2 separate regions of the Mus musculus genome follow, and region 2 is linked to region 1. The links are chromatin contacts, called in public HiChIP or PLAC-seq maps. All regions are on one chromosome and are shown on one strand. Each heading gives the region's core, a stretch centred on a gene start, on an enhancer-like site or on the middle of the called end of the contact. The rest is flanking DNA. Distances are from core to core; before and after follow the strand shown. Region 1 overlaps Zmat4 (zinc finger, matrin type 4). Region 2 overlaps Zmat4 (zinc finger, matrin type 4).

What was found. HiChIP or PLAC-seq counts read pairs in DNA pulled down with a chosen protein or histone mark.
Region 2: a RAD21 HiChIP or PLAC-seq map of pro-B cells shows a contact between it and region 1, with 6 times the contacts expected there. The contact joins two enhancer-like sites. A contact is called at or near these places in 1 of 15 datasets of contacts at CTCF or cohesin (pro-B cells) and 2 of 115 datasets of contacts at active chromatin or transcription factors (VIP interneurons and large pre-B cells).

Annotation. Positions count from the first base shown.
Region 1 is chr8:23,687,271-23,693,692 of GRCm38.p6, reverse strand. All of the region lies in intron 1 of Zmat4 (zinc finger, matrin type 4), which reads right to left. Among named protein-coding and RNA genes, the nearest start is that of Zmat4, 21 kb to the right of the region's middle. Within about 2 kb of position 3,007, at least 4 of the 459 cell types and tissues checked have an H3K27ac peak or open chromatin away from gene starts, as enhancers often do. A contact at or near this core is called in pro-B cells, where this site is marked.
Region 2 is chr8:23,882,171-23,889,087 of GRCm38.p6, reverse strand. All of the region lies in intron 3 of Zmat4 (zinc finger, matrin type 4), which reads right to left. Among named protein-coding and RNA genes, the nearest start is that of Gm51564, 160 kb to the left of the region's middle. Within about 2 kb of position 2,372, at least 16 of the 459 cell types and tissues checked have an H3K27ac peak or open chromatin away from gene starts, as enhancers often do. A contact at or near this core is called in pro-B cells, where this site is marked.

The DNA.
Region 1 (6,422 bases), core at 1,758-4,257:
TTACTTATGTGTTATCTTTATTATTTAATACCTGGGTTTTATTTTCCAGCTAAAATATAAGTTCAATGAGATCAAAAGTCTTTGAATGGTTCATCGCTTATCCAGGGCACCAGGAGTGATGCCTGGGACATAGCAGTAGATACCTTACTAATCTTACATTAGTGAGTCCCAGGAACGGGTGAAGAGTTCACACAACTGATGATGGCATCTGTTGGGAGCAGGGACGACGGGAGGCTGCAGAGTGTTCGGTGTGTAGTGTGAACTGAGCCTTGAAGGGTGGAGAGTATAGGAACCTGCAGAGTTATTGAGGGGTGTTTAGGAACAGGGCAGCGGCGTGTCTTGGCTACAGAAGTCCTATAGAGGGTAGTAGGATGGATTTGTGAGGGACAAGGTGCACTGGCTGCAAGCAAGGAGGCAGCAGTGAAGTGGGGTGCATATGTCACCTTTGATCACAGCCTGAAGGACTAGGGGAAATTTTCTGCAGCCTGCAGTTGCTAGAGCTGTAGTAGTGAGCTAAAGGTCTTAGGGTAGGTTCAGGCATTTCTGGTCTATAAAGATAGAAACAAGGACTATTCTGCAAGACATAACCAACATTCATATGCCAAGCCAGCCAAGAGGGCCTGGCTATCCCTCGCACTAAAGCCTGCAGAGGGTCCTTGAATCAAGGGTAAATCCATGTTCCTTCCCTAGCTCTTATACCCTAAACACTAATACTGCCCGGCTCAATTCTTCCTCTGAAATTGAACATCCTCTACCTGCCATCTCCAGTCCCCAGGACCCCAGCTCTGCAGCCATTCCTTCTGCCTCGCCATTAGAATGGCATTTAATGCCTATGCAGAGTCACTGAGCACCTTGGGCCCTCTGGTGGCTTCTGCTCAGTTTGAGCATTAGCAAGTGTTCTGTGCCAGATGCCTTTTCAAGGACAGAGTCCAGAGGACCCAGCGCCACATCCTTCATAATGACACCAGCCCCTTCCTGTAGCTGAGGTACCACCCCTGGGCACTGTGGAAAGTTCAATTAGAGGCTCTCCTGAAGATGGTGGGCAGGTAGGGAAGCAGCAAGCCCAGGAGAAAGTGATTTCAGTTGTTTTTATTTTCTAACAAACAGACAGAATGCACCCTGGCATGCCCCCGTAGGAGCATGCAATCAAGCATTCATCATTGACGATGACCCCCCCTCTAGCAGGCAGCTGACTCAATGCATCTCTTCCTCCTGATTCCCCTTCACTCTCCTCCCGGGTCAAAGTTACAAAAGGCTACTTGAATTTTGAAATATATTCCTTTGTGCCCTTCCTGGGCAGCTAAACAAGGTGAGCTTAAACACAAGGTACCAATGCCTCTATTTTTTGCAGATGTGTTTTGACTACCGGGACTAGTTGGTAGTGGTTGTCTCTGTCAGTGGCCCAAGGCCTTCCCTGGTAGCTTTGGGGCCTGAGCAGCCTGGAAAGGTGAGGTTCCTCCTGATAAATAAGCCAGAAAAGGTCTGGATGGGTGTGTTCATGAGTTTATAGTAGGAAGAAACCTGCTTCCCCGTGGTCTCATTTTCCTACTAGAGACCCTGCCATAGAAGGTAGTGTTCTGCCATGTGGTTGATAGGGGTCAGGACCTTCGGAAGAGCAGGCAGTGCTCTTAACAGCGGAGCCATCTCTCCAGCTCCCTGCAGGTGGTGTTCTTTAGCCTCAAGAAGATGTGGTATGGCAGCCTATCTTTTACAGACAGCATTTGTTCATGCCTCACTTAGGAATTGACCATTATAGGCCTGTCTCCCCCAATAAAGCCTAAAGAAAGGAAAGAATATCCAGGGATAAAGGTGAATTTTTACCTTCTGTCCCTGTCCTTCAAATGTTCTCTCTATGGGGGGAGGGGTGTCTCAAAGTTTTTCCTGAGAAAATACAATTGACCATGTCCCCAAGTCCCTGACCAAACCTGTCTCCTCGAGCCCACATAAAAGTCTTGGATCATTTTGAAGGTATCCCTGAGTTTAAACCTGCCAGCTTTACTGGGAAAGAAGGAGACCAAGAAGCATGCAAGCTTGTTCAAGATGGAGAAGATGTTGAAGGAAGAAACAGTTGATGAGTATGTGTCTGAAAAGAATAAACACAACTTGGACTCCAGTCGTAGTGTTAGTGTTAATTGCCAATGTGACACAGTCTAGAGCGGTGGTTCACAACCTGTGGGGAGTTGAACCCTCCTCTCACAGGGGTCGCCTATCAGGTATCCTGCATATTCAATATTTATATTACCATTCATAACAGTAACAGAAGTACAGTTATACAGTAGCAACAAAACTAATTTTCTGGCTGGGGGCCACCACAACATGAGGAACTGTATTACAAGGGTCTCGGCATTAGAATGGTTGAGAAGTACTGCTCTAGATGGAGCTGGGCAGTGAGCCTCAGAGTGAGGCTAGGTCATGTGGACACATCTGTTAGGCACTGTTTTGGCCCTATTAACTGATGTGGGAAAACTCAGGCTGAAGCTGAGCAGCCCCGTTGTGCAGCTGGGACTGTGTAAGAGCAGAGAAAGCTGCCTGAACTTAAGGATGGAAGCCTTTGGGGCTGGAGAGATGGCTCAGCGGTTAAGAGTGGTTAAGGCCATGCTTCCAGAGGTCCTGAGTTCAATTCCCAGCAACACCATGGTGGCTCATAACCATCTGTAATGGGATCTGATGCCCACTGGTGTATCTGAAGAGAGCAATGAAATAAATAAATGAATCTTTAAAAAAAAAAAAGGATACAATCTTTATTTCTCTCTGCTGTTGTGCTGTTGACTGGCTATGACTTGTTGCTTCAAGTCCCTGCCCCCTTCACTTCCTGGAAACCATAGAGCATGAGCAGGAACATCACCGGGAAGCCCTTTCTCCCCTAAGTCACCTTTTGTCACAGTATCTTATCATGGCGGTAGAAACAAAACCGGGACATTCGTGTTTGCTGCCGACCAGGTAAAGAGAAATAAATGAGTGGCATGTCTGCAGAAACCGGATGTCAGCTGCAGTTCCCACAGATGAGAAAATACTAAAGGTCACCCAGGGGACTGCCAAGAAAGGAAGGAAGCACAAGAGGAAACGTGTGTGTGTGTGTGTGTGTGTGTGTGTGTGTGTGTGTGTGTGTGTGTGTGTGTGACTATCTATGTCTGTATGTGTATGCATGTGTTTGTGTACATGCATGCATGTGTGTCTGTGTATATGTCTATGTGTTTCTGTATGTGCGCGTGTGTCTGTGTGGGTGACTGTACACATGTGTTTCCTGAGCCATGTGTAAAGGAGAGAAATCCTGCAGGCAGCTGGGTCTATGCTGTGAGCCAGAGGGCAGCTGAGCCCTGTTTTCTGCAGGCAGTACAAATTCTGCCCACAGTTCTTAGAGATGTCACAAGTTAGAGTGATGGAGGAGGCCACTTGTCCACACTCCTGGGCATCCACATCAAGTCTGGACAGGATCTCTGGCAAGTCTTGCTTCACATGAGGAAGGAGAGGTAGTTGACTACACTGAGTAAGAAGAGCTATGAATCAGAGGGAGGCTGATCTACAGAGGGAAAGATGTAAGCATGGTGTTTTGCAAGGTAGAAGAAGCCAAGTGTAAAAACAGTAAGCTTTCTTAATGAAAACAACACAACCCTCAAATCAATGAGGATAAGAGCTGGTTTATTCTGGAGCCAAATATGCCCCAGAAACACAGACTTGGGTTACCCTAAATTCCATGTTCTATCACGGTCATAGTTCTATGAAGGTCTTACAGTAATGGGAAAAATCTTAAATCGAGACCCTTTCGATTGCCTTGGTGGAAATACCATGTTAACCCAAAGCAGGGAAGCACCCACCATTGGCTTCAGATGCTGATGATAACACTCTAATCCAATGGCTGGCAGATACTAGGGATCTGTGTAGTTAATGCATTCCAAAGTGGTTTACCTGTCAGTCACAAGGATGTTGGTCAGGCACAGATTGGGACAAGGAATGGCTATTAAAGAAACTGAAGATATCTATCATTAATCATAGTTAGTCTCTGAACCCACAACATTCCTTCCTCTCTGCCTCACTGAAGCTCTTAAGCAGTATCAGCCTTGTGGAAGGCTCAGTACAAGGTGCGGTTCTTTCTAGGAACTTTTGCTCACAGTTCCCATTGGAAGAAGAGGTGGTTGACGATGGTTAGGAGCAACAGATTGGCAAAATTAAATCACAGAAACCTATTCCTTACCAAAGAGAGAAAAGACCATGAAACAATCAGGGATCGTTTGAGGAAGGTCCGGCCTAGAGATGTGACATGACCTAAGGTCATGTCAGACATGGAGTGTGTCTCTATGGGAAGCACCATACTGCAGCTCTGTAACCATGTCCTTCTGCAAAGCTAAATCGGGGCAGAGGTGTTACGCTAAGATGAGGAAGATCTCAGGGTGACCAACAATCCAGTATGACTGGGCTCCTTTAAAATGGGGCATGCAGAAACAGGTAGAGAAGATGTGGAGGGGCGCAAGTAGGGAGAAAGATGGCTCTGGGGTTAACAGCCCTGACCTTGCTGCCCTTCCAGAGTTCTGTTTACAATATCCATGTTGAGCAGTTCACAACTGACTAGAACTCCACCTTCAGGGGATCTGATGTCCCCTATTGGCTTCCCCTGGCACACAGGTATTTGTGTGTGCACATAATACACATAAATATGTGTGTGTATGGCAAATATATTTTATATTATATAATATATTATATGTGTGTGTGTGTGTGTGTGTGTGTGTGTGTGTGTGTGTGTGTGTGTATAACTTTAAAGACACACCAGGAGAGGGTTCCCCTTGCAGCCTTCAGGAGGAACTTAGACTGCCAATACCATATATTGGGTTTCCGGCCTTCAGAATCACAAGAAGGCAAATTCCTGCTGTTGAAACAGCTGGTTTGTGATGTTCTGTTGCTGCCACCATTAGAGATCGTGTACACAACCACAGAACTTCAGGGACTTCCACAAGGTGACTTTGCATGGTACCCTCAGGGAGCCCGGCACAGGCAGTGGCTGATCATTCTACCCTCTTGCTAGAGACATGGGCCCTGAGAAGAGGAACTAAAGAAATCTAGCACTGTGCCTGGACGTAGTAGACTCTTAGGATTTCTTTTCCCCTGCTACCATTAAAAGCTCTTTAGCTGCTTTTGTTCCTAATTTCTAAAACAGAAAGAAACAAAAACACAGATGGGGTTGAGCACATCCAAGATTTTTGCTTGTAGCTTATATATTTAACTATAAAATTGCACGTGTGTGTGTTGTGTGTGTGTGTGTGTGTGTGTGTGTGTGTGTGTGTGTGTGTGTGTGTTGTGTGTATTCCTCCATGCACAAGCATTGTATGGGGGGAGTGTTTTCTCTTAGTGGATGAGGAAACAAAAATCAACCTCGTGCCAGCATTATAGCTGATGTTGCTGCTATTTATAGACTTGGCCATAGTCATGTCAGAGATTTAAAAGAAGCCAAACATCTGGGCACATTCCAGTGCAGAGGAAGATCCGGAGTCACAGCACATCCCTGAGAGAAGCTGCATCTCTGTAAAAGCTGCAGATTTACTCCCACTAAACACAATCCCAGCCTGGAGCTCCTGGGACCTCAGTCTGTGCCTACAGCAAAGAGCGAGTCACACAGTGCCCATTGTCTTCTCAAGCTCTGAAGTGAATGACTGAAAGACAGTTGCTATCAACTGGGAAAGATTGGTTTCCTTGAACAGAATAAAAAAGTTAAGGTCTCAGATGGCATCTCACATCATGTTGTAAGAATGAATTTAAGGAAAATATTTAAAGTTAGAACTCTTGGGACTGAGGAGAAAAATATCTGGATTCTTATGCTATTTTGCAGAACTAAGTGTGTTCTACTTTCAGCAAAACCAATATATTTTTAAAGTCCTGATTTTACATATGCTTCATAATACATATATACAATGTATATGCATACGTAACAGGACTAAGTCGTTCAATTTATAGACGAGAACGAACTCTACCTCATAGCCTCAGTTTTCTTCAGGGAGAGATGTCTCACTTGGAGCGCATGCCTGAGACTGCACATCCTCAGAAAAATCACTGCTTGTGTAGGACTCTGTTGTGTAGCCTGTCCCATTGGTACACTTAACCTAGTACATTACAAACGGCTTTCCTGGGCCACCCCCACGCAGGCACAGGTGTGCTAGGTGAAGCACATCTGTGGCGTAACTCTAGCTAGAGGGGAAGGACTGTTTGTTTCCTGGGAGACGCCAGCTCTAGTCTATTGTCTCTGCCTGAGTGCTCTCCCACTGTACCCTGCATCTCCAGCCCCCGTGTTCTATTAGCACTGTGTAGGCAGGGCTGCTTTCTTGTTTTACAAAACCTCTTCCTAGCTTCCAGTGACAACCTACAGGAGAGGCAGCAGTGGATCCCAATATAATGAGGCTTTAGCCATGGCGAGCGTGCTAACACGTTGGGACGAG
Region 2 (6,917 bases), core at 1,123-3,622, 200 kb before region 1:
CAAGCCTTATGCGCAAGTGCAAGAGTAAATTCACGCCCAGTCACTGCCCATCTCGGGGCGTAGTAGTGGGGTGATGGGCAAGCAACAAATCAGGAGCTGACACGCCATATCAGGTGCTGAAACGCCATGGCTGAGGGCTATATAAGCAACTCCATTTTCTGGGGTCGGGGTCTTCCCTCCTGAAGAAGCAATAAAAGCTTTTGCCGCAGAAGATTCCGGGTGTCCCGAGTGTGTTCTTGCCGGCGGGGACAAAAGCTCGGGATAGGGGGTAATTATAGGAAGAGTTAAGAGAGTATGATCAAAAGACATTGTATGAAATTCTTAGAGAACTAATATTATTTTCAAAAGCAAACATCATATTTAGAAATATTTGTTGAAGAGACTGTCTAAATCTGAAGAATAGGCCAGCTACTTTAGCATAACCCTCTCCACTGTCAGCCTCCTGGTTAGCATGACACAGCTCTAGTTATCGTCTGCGGCAAGACAATGTAGACCCCCTCGATATTAGCACCCCATCAGGGGACACAGGGAGAGAGAGCCAGCCTTTATCATGTCCCACTTAATTCCAGGTTGTGGGATTGAAATGTCTGGCAACACAAGTGAGTGGTCAAGAGCTCTCTTTCTTAACACACTCTCAATGAAGGCGAGACACTCCATGCTAGGTACACTATGCCATGGAAAAAGAGCCCTGGCTGACCTTATCCCAGCTCTCACACAGGCCCGACAAACAGGAAAGCAATGCAGATCGTGCTTGCTCAGCCATAGCAAGCCCGTTGCTCTGAGAACAGCAGGCAGCTTTCTCTGTTCTCAGCTTGATCAGTGGTTCAGGGCTCCTTCTGTGAACAGAAAGATGGACGTGCACAAGAAATGATTATTCCTAAACTGTCCCCAGGGAACCTAGCTTTGTTTTGTTTGATATAGAGTATGGGAAGCTATGGGGTTTAAGGATGCTTGCTTGCTTGCTTTTTTGTTTGTTTGTTTTCTGTTTTGTTTTGTTTTGTTTTGTTTTGTTTTGTTTTTCAGGACAGGGTTTCTCTGTGTACCCCCGGCTGTCCTGGAACTCACTCCCTAGACCAGGCCAACCTAGAACTCACCAAGATCCACCTGCCTTTGCCTCCCAAGTACTGGGATTAAAGGTGTGTCCTACGACTGTCTGGCTTGAGGATGTTTTCAAAAACAAGTGGGAGCATTGGTGGTGAGGGGGTAAGAGAAAGCTGGTGTTGCTGTGCAGCAAGAAGCTACCCCACAGGGGTATAGGTATTTCACAGGAACCAGAGAAGAGACAACTAAAGGGCTTCCTGAAGTCAAACGCTATGACTCTGCAAAGACCTTTAAGCCAAGACACAGAGGAAAGCAATAAGTTTGTTATGCAACAACGCAGTCTAAACACTGGGGGTGTTTCCAGGTTCGACAAGGAGTTTAAAGGAGGCCGGAGTAAGAGATGGTTGAAGACTGTTGTCTAAACTGTCACCATTTTCTTCTGTACCTTGGAGCAAGGCTAGATAGAGGTGACTACACACCCAGAAGCAGATGGTACCGATCTGGCCAGGACACTGACAAGTGAATAGGAAGATAACAGCAAAAACAGTGCCAGGAGGGGGTGTCAGTTCCCAGCATTGTTAGAATACATACTCTAAAATCAAGGCATTCAGTAACAAAACCAGAAGCTATTGGAAACCAGATAAACAGAATGTAACAAAAACAGGTAAACTCTAACCCATATGTGGGGGGCGGGGGGAGGGGGGGAGGCAGTTCAGACAATAAACAAAGACTTTAAAGCAGCAATTCTCAATCTCCCTGATGCTGGGACTCATGTTGTGGTGACCCCAACCATAAAATGATCTCACAGCTATTTCATAGCTGTAACTTTGTTTCATTATGAAGAGCAATGCAAAGATCTGCTATGTAACCTCCCCCATGACCCACAGGTTCAGAGCTGCTGCTTTAAAGCGACTTCAAAGACTTCAAGAAATTAAGCCCATTTTCACAGACAGAAAGGGCCACACCTAAAGGAGGAAAGCGTAAAGCAAGGTCTTGTCAAGCAGAATCTCGACTCAGAAGTATAAACTGTAAGGAGCCAGAAAAGAGTCTCTGCGTATAGGAAGCGTGGAAGCCAACATTCAGAGGTCACAAAAGGGACTCAGCAGTAGACTTCAGTTGGAATCAGAATGTCAGAAGGAAGAAAGAGGCAGAAGAGCGAAAGAGAACAGTCATTGAGGATGTCCCAAACATAAAAAATAGAAAACACAGTGGAAGCTTATCATAGCACGGAAAAGCCTCAGAAAAAAATACACCAAGCAGATCACAATAGAACTGTTGGGAAGTGAAACCAAAGAGCCGTGTTTGCAAGCTGCAGGAAATAATGTACCATGCACAAAGAAACCACAGCAAAGGTAAGAGATTATGCAAAAACAACGGAGCCCAGACGCCTGCGTTTTCAGGACACACTGAAAGTTCAGAGAAGGAATATCCGCTAAGAGCACCCACCTTACAGTACGAAAGGAAAACCTTCAGGGTGGGGGCCAGTGACCAAAGCAATACTTCAAATCCTTACAAGTAAGCAAGAGCACAGGTAAGGTTAATTATGACATCGTAAAAGACAGTTCAATGCACATGTTCCTTTCTTCTCTTAACTAATATATGTGGCTGTGAGTATATATATATATATATATATTTATTGTATATAAATAATTCCACACTGAGTCCATGACATAGAGACATGTATTGTACAATAACAGCTCAAAGGAGCAAAGGAGACAAGCAGTACCAAGCTGGACTGGACTGGAACGTGACACCACATCTAATTTGAAATCCATAAGAACAATGAAGAGAAACAGAGTGACCGAGAAGAGTGATAAAACAAACACAAAACTATATAATCACTGCCCATTTATTTTCTTAGATTAACAGATATAACTGATCATTACAACTGCATTGCTGAATATATAACCTGTAAATGATATGTCTCACAGTAGCAGTCAGGAAAGGAGAAGAAGTACTGCACATGTTTGTATTTGCCTAAAATCCAAAGTTGCACAAACCTGGCTCTAATGAATTGAGCTGTATATGGTTAGCTCTGTACTAGAGCAATCACTAAAGAAATAACTCAATTTAACAACAGGGAAACTAAAATTTTATGGTCTAGGACGTCACTAGAACAAACAAGTACAGAAAAAAAAAATGAGAGTCCAGATAGAGCATTGATACAGGCAAGTATGAACAGACTGTGTAAGCTTGCTACAGTCTGTTCCTGTGTGGTTGTTATTGCCACAGTGTGCTTTCTCTTGATGTGATGGAACACTGACCAAAAGCAACATGGGACAACAAGGGTTAGTTTTGTCTTATACTCCAGATAAAATTCCATCACTAAAGGAAGTTGGAACAGAAAATCAAGGAAGAAACCTGGAGGCAGGAACTACAACAGAGGACACAGAGGAGCTCTGCTTTCTGGCTTGCTCCCCATGGCTCACTCATTATTTTTTCTTATACAACCCAGCACCATTTGCTAAGGGGTAGCACTGCCCAAAGTGGGCTGGACCTACCTATCTCAATCACTCATCAAGAAAATTCCCCACAGACTTCCCTACAGGCCGATCTTAAGGAGACATTTTCTCAATTGAGGTTTCCTCATCCCATGAATCTAGCTTGTGCCAAGTTGAAAAAAAAAAAAAAAAACCTAACCCAAATACAAAGATTTTTGGATTTGTTGAAAGGAAACATATGTTAGAATAGAAAATACAAACAGCTAAAAACAAAGGCAGGAAGATGTCAGACAAATGGCATAAGAAAGCTGTGGCGACCGTACAATACCAGAAAATAATAAAATTTAAGACTAAAATTATCACTCATCATTGACATGTTTATTATATAAAATATGAAACCATTAGGAAAATGCAACGCTTGATAGCAGTGGAAAGAGAAACAGACAATTCTTTAGGCATCTCTTAAGTCTGGTTGGTTTGTCTTCCCTTTACTTTTTTCTTATTAATCTTCCTAGTCGTTCAATCCCTCATTGTATATATGACTATTATTGTTGAAAATTATAAAAAAAAAACAGGTAAAGGATCTACATCAAAGATATACAAATGGCTGAAACCACAGTCTTGTTTATGTGCATTTAGTTTTCCAAAGTTTTAATTGCCACAATCTTCTGTAATCTTAAAATAATGAGTGTAAAAGGAAGAAATCATCCTTCTAAATCAAATGCCATTGTGAGAAGTGTGTGACACTTCACACCGTCCCCTGCATCATGCCTAGGGATGTGTCATCCGCCTCTCAAGCGCGTATGTCAGCACTTTCTATATATTAATTACTCATTCCTCATTGAAGTGTCTTCTCAGTTGCCAACTGTCACTGTATCACAGCGCTTGCTCACGTGCCTTATTTCACAGCACAGTGTGTGCAAACTGTAAGAGCAATTGTGCTAGCTAAGGGGCAGCCACATGGTCCTTCCTTCCTGGGAAAGGTCATTAGTATGGGAAGAGCATTCGAGACCATCTTGTAGAATGTCTATTTTTGGGTAGGCAGTCACGTGATACTTCCTCCATATAAAGTCACAGTGTGATAAGAGCTTCTGAAACCATCTCGGGGGATTTCTAGTATTATATTTTATAACTGCTTTCATATCATTTGAGATATATCATGATTAATTTATAAATAAAAGGTAGCCACAGTTATAAAGGGAAATACCAGAGCAAATGTAGAGTTTGTAAGATCCAGGATTTTAGATATCTACCAGGTATCTTCCAAAGTGTCCCTGAGGAACTACAATGAACACATGTAGATGATCAACATCAGATAGGTATATCTATATCTATATATACTTTTATATAAATTGAAAATAAGAAAATTAAACCACAATCAAATACCACAGTGTAACCCCTCAGATGTCGAAACTCAAAGAAGTGGATGGTAATAAGCCTTGGCAAGGATGTGGAGAAACTGGTAAGGTAAAAGTTTGGGCACTTTGCAAAACGATCCAATAGTGGCTCAAGTTTAAACATTGACTGTCGGGAGCATAAAGCTCTGTATACACCCTGTACATCTTTGCAAAGATTCATCAAAAAGCTTATATTAGAACTAAATGTGACCCAGGTATACTAGGTCAGCTACCTAAAGGCTGTGTCCTAAATGTCCTCCTACGGAGACACCTTTGCCCCCATGCTCACGACTGCTCTGTTTGGGAGAACTAGGAAATGGATCAGCCTGTGTATCCTTCTGATGAAGAGCAGATAGTGAAAAGGTGGTGTAAATACAAGATTCCATTTTTATTCAATTCCCAAGAGACTGAAAATGTGAAATCTGCATGAAAATGGCTAGAACTGGGGACTATACTACTGAGTGAGATGAGCCAGGCCCCACAAATGCCTTACATCATGCAGACTGTGGCCTCAGATTCCCAGATCTCTGAATCTAACTTGGAGGGCTTGTAAGTGACTAATAAACAAGAAAGGAGCCATTGGCTGGAAGTGGGCTGCTTATTGGCGAAGGAATAGTAGACACATGTGATAAGAAAGTAGAGGCGGGGATCCTGGAATAATTATGTTTAAGTGGAGATTGGGGTTGGCCAGTATTTCTTCACCTTCTCCACCTGAGAGTTATAGCACCCTTGGGAGTCACACATCAGATATCCTGCATATCAGATATTTACATTGCAATTTGTAACCATAGCAGAATAACACTAACGAAATAGTAACTAAATAATTTTATGGGTCGCAACATGAGGAACTGTATTAAAGGGTCGCTGCATTAGGAAGGTTGTGAACCACTGAACTAGAGGAACAGAGAAGTGTAAGAGGAAGGGCAGTGGTTAATAAAACCTAAAGCTGTGTGAATATAACAGGTGAACATATATTATTTTGTAATGTAGTTAAAATTTTTAACTGAGGTACCCTCCTCGGGTGGGTATTACCGCTCCCAGAAGCCATAGCTTATAAATGAAAATCTCAGAGCTAAATGTTGGTTATGCATTTATGAATTGGCCAGGAATGCCACAGAGTTCCTCAAAACAGTGTAGGCTATAGGAATGGCTCGTGGCTGCCCACACGTCCTAGATGATGGGATGCTGTTACCGCAGACACTTCCCACTGAGAAGATAAGACTTGGGAAGAAGCAGCTAGAATATAACTAGAAGTTTCCTCACTGTCAGTTAGCTCTATGCCAGAAGGTGCTACATTCCTACAGATCTGGGAATCCTGCAAATTATGATAACCATCTAACAGGCAAGATGCATGCACTAGTACAATAGTACCATGACACTTACAGAGGCAACAACCACTTTCCTGATTGGATTTTAGGCTGTTCCACAAGAGGGATTCATGCCCAGTATCAAAAGACCCATAGTTAGAGAGTCCTAGGTCCTACCTAGAGAGGAATCTACCACAATTATTTTCTTAAATGGACATGTTGTCAAATCACCTTCAAAATACTAATGTTTATACCTACTGGTTAATACTGTTCCTCTCAGTGTTGGCCAGAGATTTGTTTGTTTGTTTGTTTTCCCAAGAACAAGTGACTGTCAAGTGCTAGACTCTAACTGGGATATGTATTTCATTTCCTATAACGGGTCAGGGAATATTGCAGAAGAGAGGGTAGAAAGAATGTAAGAATAGGAAAGAGCTCTGTGAAAATGTCTCCTTAATGTAACATGGCTGGTTCATCTATGAGCTCACAACAGCATAAGATCTGAAGGAGGAGCCACCTGCAACCCACTGTGGATGAAGGAGCACCTCAGTCAGGCTCTGTTCCTCCCTAAGGGGTTACAGGCAGCTAATAGTTGCTGTGGGAGGGGAAGCCATTCCTCAGTCATGTACCCATGGGTAAATTGCCACACTCAGGCAGACAGCCTTAATTTAATGCAATGGGCTGCAAAGGAGACGCAGAAGAAAGAAGACCTGTTGGGAAGAGAAAGGAGTTCT